2 separate regions of the Mus musculus genome follow, and region 1 is linked to region 2. Evidence: chromatin contacts called from public Hi-C data. All regions are on one chromosome and are shown on one strand. The core of a region is the stretch at or near the end of the contact, and the rest is flanking DNA. Distances in the headings are between cores, read along the strand shown. Region 1 has its middle 21 kb from the start of Gm34589. Region 2 has its middle 74 kb from the start of Gm22347.

Region 1 (4,053 bases), core at 52-2,551, 450 kb after region 2:
TTATATACCTGAAGGTAACATACTAACCACCACTAATTTTTTGTAGATTGGGTGCCTTTCAAATCCAAGCTGGGTCCTGAGCTCTGTCCCCCTCACCCAGGCATTTAAATTCAGTGCCCAAAAGCAGTAAACAAAGAAAAAGGGAGTCTCACACAGAGAGAAAAGACACAGCTTAACAGAATAAGCAGAGCTGGAGAGGAAGCACTATGTCCTTGCCTCAAGGTCATGAGCTCTGAGTGATTTCGTACCCGTTAGGTTTAATGAAACACCTCAGCATTGGTGAACACACTCCCCCTTCAGATTAGCTATTATAATAGGTTCCTTGTTGCTTTCATCCCAAAGAATCAATTTACTTTATGATCTACTCTCTGTCAGTCTGGCATCTGCCCATCATTCTCTCTTTCCCTGAGCTCTCTTTCAATATACCAGCTGCATAAGGAATACTGCAACCACAATGGAGACAGGGAGATTGACCACTGCTGTTATCTCTAGATACTTGGGAAGAAAACGGTCATCAAATCCTTAGCTCCTGGATCCTCAGAGTCTTCCTTGCTTCTGAAAATGACACCCGCCCCAATCCTGGAGCTACAGCACTCAATATCCACTTCACACCCACTAATTAAAAGACAGAAATGCAAAGGAATACTCTAATACTTTCTCTCGTGTTTAGCAAAAACGGAGGGTTCTCTCCAAAGCCTCTTACCATCATGGAGAAGTCACAGCCCTAAGCTTCAGAGCATGGACTGTCTCCTTAGTTTCTGCTTATCAAAAACAAAGCATTCAACACATACCAGGTCACCAGGTACTCTGGCAATGATTTTCCTAGAGTCTGCACATTTATGCAGCATATTTCATTTTTCTGAAAGGGAGGGTTTCAGGAAGCAATAAGAATTCAGGGCATATTTTAAATATCCAGAGTAAATTAGTTAATTATTTGCTCTGTGACCAATGCAAGGTTTTTGCATCCCTCCAACCTGGGCTTCATAGATAACATTGTGACTGGTGTCCCAAGCCCTGCAATGACCGTAAAGAAATGTTTCCAGCTACTCTGAACTGAATCTACAAAGCACGCATATTTTTTGCCTGTCAAGTACACACACCTTTGAAAAACTCGTTCTGTCGTTATTATGAATTCTGTGGTGCCTGTGGTATTTTACCATGCAAAATAAACAGTTGGCATTGGTAAATGGTCAGCCCGAAGATCCTTTGGGTCTCACGGAAAAATCTAGAACAGTAGAAGGTCAGATACTCAGCTCTTGCACAGCTCTGGGGTCTGTCCCTGTGGACCAATTAAACAACTCATTCAGATGTTGGCAATCCTTCTTATTTCAGGAACAAGGGAGCCATCACTGGGCTCCAAACAGGGACATTTTATAGCTGAAATGATTTACAGTCAATGTTTTCATTGCACAGTACGTGTCCACCTTTGTTAAACAAAAGTTCACAGAAAAAAAAATCTGCAACTGAGGAGAGGAGGAAAGCACGCATGCAAAAACATCTAACTCCCAAAGCCAAATGCAAATCAAGGAAAAGGCAGCAGTCTTTGGACCTCAGCCCTCAGTCTTCTGGAGTCAATGCCAAATGTGTGTTTAGAGACACCACGAAATAGCACCGATTTACAATTTGTTTTTGTCTTTGTTTGAAGAGCAGCTCTGCGATAGGTTTTGCTGAATCATAAACCTAATTCAGTTACTAAATACCAGGGAAAAAACTACCAGTCAATAATTTGCATTATAATAAAGACAAACTGACTAGGAGAGAGAGACAGAGAGAGAGAGAGAGAGAGAGAGAGAGAGAGAGAGAGAGAGAGAGATCCTTTCCTATTGTTTAATGTGTAACTTTGAAAACATGTTGGAAGTAAAGAATGGGAAGTGGTTTTTGAAATTTAGTGCAGTTATAAATGGAGCATCAAGCTTTATTCCAAGTCATCTGGGGTACCGTTCCCTGGGGTTGGGCAAGGGAGGAAATATCCACCTCACTAATCTAAGTGTCCAGAATACAAACAAGACCATTCTTCCCTGACCTGTGTTACCACAGCCTTCCTCTCCCTCTTCCTCCCCTTCTTTCTCCTCTTGCTTCTCTCTTTCTTCCAGTGTATGTGGATGATCATGTGTGTACACATATGTCTGTTGTGGGAGGGAGGTCTACATGCCACACAAGTGCAGTGTGTGGAAGCCAGAGGACAATCTGGGGTACTGCCCACCCCCTTTTTTGAGACATGATCTCTCAGTAGCATTGAACATCCCGATTATGCCAGGCTAACCAGCCAGTGAGACCCAAGGATCTGTCTATCTCTGCCTCTAAGAAACTACATAGGATTAAAAAAAGAGAGAGATCCGTAGACTGTTAGAAGTTAACTATTAAAAGCCTCTATATTCAGTAGATTTAGTCATTCTTCATGATGAGAAAGACTTACCCACCAAGGATTTTTTTTTAAACATTGTTGATTGTCACCATTACAAAGAAGATATATTGGTGTCTAGTGGACTAAGGTCATAGATTTGGTTAACTACCCAACAGTGGAAAGGGCAAACAAAGGAATATCAGGCCAAAATGTCAAAAGACTAGAGTTTGAGCAATCATGCTTTATACATTGCCATGAATTAATTATCCTTCTAAAAGTTCAGCCAACTGAAGGCAGATTGCAGCAAGGTTTTACCTGGCCTGAGCAAGGAGCATAGGGTGTTGAGGGATTAAGGAAAGGGCAGGGGGTCCTTGAGGAGGAGCTGATCATGAGCCTTCCAACATGTCGAGTGGGCTTAAAAACCAATTACCTACCAGAGCTCCCTTAATAGTCAGTCTTATTACATTGTCTTGTCCTAAAAGAGAATCTGACTTAAACCTTCTTCCAATTCATGCTAAAATTTTCCATTAATTTCTTTCTTATAAAAAGAAAGCTCATGAAACTTCTTAAGGCTCCTTTTGGAATAGTTATATCCAGAAACTTTGAATTTGCTATTCAGGACAAACACACAAACACACACAAACACATACAAACACACACACACACACACACACACACACACACACACAGAAGGCCTTGTTTATAATAACTTTAATATATTTTATTTCATTTGTAATTTCACATTACTCACTAAAAATTACATTTATGTTGTTTTACTTAATTAATTTATTCACTTTGCATCTCAATACCCAACCCCCACTTCCAGTCCACCTTATGCAACTCCTCACCCCATTCCTCCTTCTTTTCTCCTTTGAGAATAGTGACCCCCTGAGTGTCACGACCACCACCATCTTCTCATCCCTCAGGCCCCAAAACACAATCTCCACACCCCACCCCTTTCCTGGCACATCAGTCACTGCAGTACTGGGCACATCATCTCTCACTGAGGCTAGACAAGGCTGCCCAGTTAAGGGAACAGGATCCACAGGCAAGCAACAGAGTCAGGGACAGCCCCCCTACTCCAGTTATTGGGGAACCCGCATGAAGCCAAGCTGCACATCTGCTACATATATGTGGGGGGCCTAGGTCCAGTCCATGCTCTCTCTTTGATTGGTGGTTCAGTCTCTAGAAGCCCTCTAGGGTCAAGGTTAGTTGACTCTGTTGGTCTTCCTGTGGAGTCCCTGTCCTCTTTGGGTCCCTCAATCCTTCCCCCAACTCTCCACAAGACTCCCTGAGCTCCATCTAATGTTTGGCTGTGAGTCTCTGCATCTATTTCATTCACCTGTTGGGTGGAGCCTCTCAGAATAATTATGCTAGGCTCCTATCTGTGAGCATAACAGAATATCATTAATAGTGTCAAGGGTTGGCTCTTGACCATGGGATGAGTTTCAATTTGGGCCAATTATTGTTTGGTCACTCTCTCAATCTCTACTCTATTTTAGTCCCTGTATATCTTATAGGCAGGACACATTTTAGGTCAAAGGTTTTTGGGGTTGGTTGCTGTTCTTATCTCTTTACCTGCTGCCTGACTACTGGAAGTGGCCACTTCAGGATCCATAACCCCCACAGATAGACACACTGGGGCCTCCTCCCTGTCCCAGGTCTCTGTCATGTCCTAGAGATGCACCCCCCTACTGCCAATTTCCTTT
Region 2 (3,795 bases), core at 702-3,201:
AAGATCCCGTTATCCTACAACAGAGAAAAACTGTTCAAGACAAAGTTAACTAGTCAAGGAAGACCACATTCAAACCATCAGGCATGAGAGAATAGAACTCCCTATGAGCAGAAGAAGTTATATCTTTTCTGCATTTGTTAATCGTTTTCACATAAAGAAAAGCCATTTCCTGTATCAGCACAGCAGGCATTCCTTCTACAACTTGAAGCACAGCCCCTTTAGAAGGGCTTCACAGAATCTGAGAAATAGGAACACTACCTTCCTTGATGATGGCCACTTAGTGGAATGACTCCCAAACCCTTGAGGTCAAAGTTGTAAAAGTGGTAGAAGAACTTGTGGAATCAATTACTTCACAAAGGAGTAAGAAATGATTTACAGCTGGAAGCTTTTAGGCGGAGGTGTCTCCTGAAGTAAACTCATGTCATCACAGTTAGCGAGGGAAGAAGACTGACACCACTTTGTCACTGTCAGTGCGTGTAAGTAGACAGTTCATAGCACATGCTTGTGATGATAACACTGGCAATGCTAGGAGAGATGGAGACCACAGCTATAACCCAGGATGTGCTTTGGAAATCATATCCAGATGTGCTTATTTCAAATAGCCCCTTGTTTCACAGTCCTGGTTAACTTTCTGAGGAGTTGGATCCTGCCTTTGCCTCTCACTAAAACAGTCAGTACTGGAGACCTAATTTCAACTTGTGTCTTCAGAACAACAACAACAACAACAACAACAACAACAACAACAACAACAACAACAAATTGGTTTCCAGGAAACAAGTAGTTGGCTTTTGCTATTAGGCATCCAGTAAAGAGTTGCTTTGATACGATAATCAGATAATTGATACATTTCCTATGTAGATCAATCATCCTGGAGTTGGTTTGATCATCAAAAAAATTACTTTGAAGATTTATTTTTTTAGTTGAATGTTTGTTCCTAGACTCTGTCTCTGGATATTTTTGATATCCTGATTTCAAACATTGGAGAAGGCTCCAAAGAATAAAACAGATCAAATACTAATATTCAGAGCTAGTGAATAGGGTGAGGAGGGAAATCATAACCCATCATATGAAATGTGATTTATCATGTAGAATTTGTTCTCACACATCCTAGTTTCTATAGTGATTTTTGAAATCATCTAGTGTTTATTGAATAGATTCAGCTAGTTGGTACACCAAATAAAATCAAAGAGACTTCACAAAATGTTCCTTATTTAGTTTTTCATTTAAGTGATATTTTTTTAGATTTTTCATGCATAAGTACTATATTTACATCATCTTTCTCCCCTGTCCATCTTCCCCAACACATGTATTATCACAGACTTTGATTTCTTAACCTAATATTACAAAAACAGAATTTACAAACTAAATAAGACAAATGGCATAACGGATTTCTTTAGATTTCCCCAAGTGGTTTTATGCAGGAAAGGTAAGTAAGGGTCTTTCACTCTTCTCTCCTAGCCCCAAGCCTAAAGAGCAGCAGCAGTGGCAGTGGTAGCAGAAGCAGAGACTACAATTCCCTCCCAGGGTCTGAGTTCCATTAGTGTGAAACCACAGCCGCATCTGGCTCTCCTTATGAAATTCAAACAATTGCCTAACCTCTTGCCTCTTGGAGAAGTTCATGCGGGCACACATGACAACATTTTGTGGTATATAATGAATCTATTAAATTTAAACTGGCTTGCAAAACAAAGAAGAGGGAGAATAAATAAATGCCTGTAAGACATCTGGTTAGTATCTGCAAGAAGTTGCTTTCTTGTTTGTTTGTTTTTTGAGGTCTCCATAAAGTTTGTTCTATCTGTCACCCCTCAAGTCATTTGAGTTCCTGCAGGCAGCAAGATCACAGAGGAGTCCTGGGGGACAGAAACATAGTGTCTGGACCCCAGTGTGGCTTCCTGTTTGGCAGAAGCTGAGGCAGTCTATGCAGGGGAAGAAAGCAGCCCTGAAGGTTAGTTTAGAATATGCTGTTTGGTAGACACACAGGCGACTCCCAGGGATCTGCAACATGTCTCTATTGAAATAGTGCACACTGTGCAACTTTGTCCAAGATTCAATTCTAGATGTTTAGGGGTGTTGCATAAACAACACAGACACAGGCAAGATAATGGGAAAAGATTCAGGGGGAAAATCAATTCTTTATAGTTTTGATCAGATATAACAAATTGTGTGCCAGAATGATTGAATCTAACAATCTAACTTGCTTTAATTTGTGTGTGTGTGTGCGTGCGTGTGTGTGTGTGTGTGTGTGTGTGTGTGTGTGTGTTTATACACACAGCAAATGTCTATACAACTAAGGTGAAGAATTTAAAAACTTCAATATACTTAAGTATAAAAAACTTCAACCATTATAAACTAAAAAGTCCAGATAATTGTAGGCTGGTGCTTTTGAAGTAGCTACATGGAAACACAATATTAATGCATTTCATCTGGTAGATATTGCCTTTGCATTTGGCAGTAAATAAAATCAAATAACTCAGACAAAGAAAATATACAATCAAGATACCTTTAAATAATTAGTATTATATAGAACCTCTAAGAACATGATTAAGGGACAGTAGTAAGAATGACTTCATTTCAAAGGTCAAAAACTTAAATACAAGGTTTGTAGACTTATTTGAACTTAGATAACCCTTACTGAATATCTGATATCCATGAGGGGATACTCAAAACACGTCATGGTGAGTAACTGTCACTGCATTGCCTAACAATGAGGAAATAATATCCATTTTTCCAGTGGGGGAAAAAAATCAAATAGCAACAAACTGCAAGGTGTAGCTGACACACTGGTGTTCTGCAGTAAGGTAGGAGGATTTTGGCAACACTTTGTTTCTAAGACAAAACAATGCAAAACAAAACAAAGCTAAAAATGTACTAAGAACAGAGTTGGGATTTATGCAACTAAATTCTTAAGTTCTTCATGTCCTAACTTGATTCCAGAGCTTGAATTATGGATGTGTAAATTATGTAAATCCACAACTTCACTTTAAGTGTTTAAACCCAACCAGATGATCCAGAAGGCAAAAATGTACTTTTAAAAAAATATTATGCCCATAGAAAATAAACACTTCACTGAAATATGTTCACTGTACCCTTCACCTACTAATATTTGTGGAAAATTATTAGTGTTTTTTAAGAAAGCCAACTTATTTTCATATGACAAAATATTTCTAGGAAAAAATCATTGGAAAGTAAACTGTTTCTGCATATGAATGATTCATACAGAGGCACCTAAATCTTTGCAATGAAAATTATACTTTAAATGGAGAATAATGCTTCATATGTCATAAATGCAAAGTATTAAGAAAAAAATTTTAAATATATAAATAATTGAGACAGTTATTTGAAGTAGTTGGGCTTTGTTTTGTTTTATTTTTAATTAAATTACCTCACTGATTCACTTTTTGTCCAAGTGTATTATAAATATGTGTTAGTATGTAATAATAGCTAATATAGTATATAGCTCTAGCTTCCATACCATACTGTATACTATGGTTAACTTTGTATACTATGTCAAATGTCAGCAATATAAAGATAGAGTTGTCCCTGAACAAAGTCATTGTGCATCACTGTAAGTACTCTTCAAAATATATGGACATATCTGTTATCATGGCTCGGAAAATTAAACACTAATAGAACAAATAATAATAATTTTTAAAAAAAGCTAGAAGGATCCTCATCAGAAATGTCACTGGCCTCACACAACACAACACAGGACCTCACCTCTGTAATGAACTGCCTAATATCATCAAACTCAAAGGGAAACTGAGGTTGAACTAATTCAAATAATTTAAGGTTTGA

Evidence for each region. Hi-C and Micro-C count contacts between places; a contact is called where the count stands out from the background.
Region 1: a Hi-C map of uterus shows a contact between it and region 2, with 3 times the contacts expected there. The contact joins two enhancer-like sites. A contact is called at or near these places in 2 of 484 Hi-C or Micro-C datasets (both in uterus).

What each region holds. Positions count from the first base shown.
Region 1 is chr14:102,854,095-102,858,147 of GRCm38.p6, forward strand. No RefSeq gene overlaps it. Among named protein-coding and RNA genes, the nearest start is that of Gm34589, 21 kb to the left of the region's middle. Within about 2 kb of position 1,302, at least 6 of the 459 cell types and tissues checked have an H3K27ac peak or open chromatin away from gene starts, as enhancers often do. A contact at or near this core is called in uterus, where this site is marked.
Region 2 is chr14:102,402,025-102,405,819 of GRCm38.p6, forward strand. No RefSeq gene overlaps it. Among named protein-coding and RNA genes, the nearest start is that of Gm22347, 74 kb to the left of the region's middle. Within about 2 kb of position 1,952, at least 21 of the 459 cell types and tissues checked have an H3K27ac peak or open chromatin away from gene starts, as enhancers often do. A contact at or near this core is called in uterus, where this site is marked.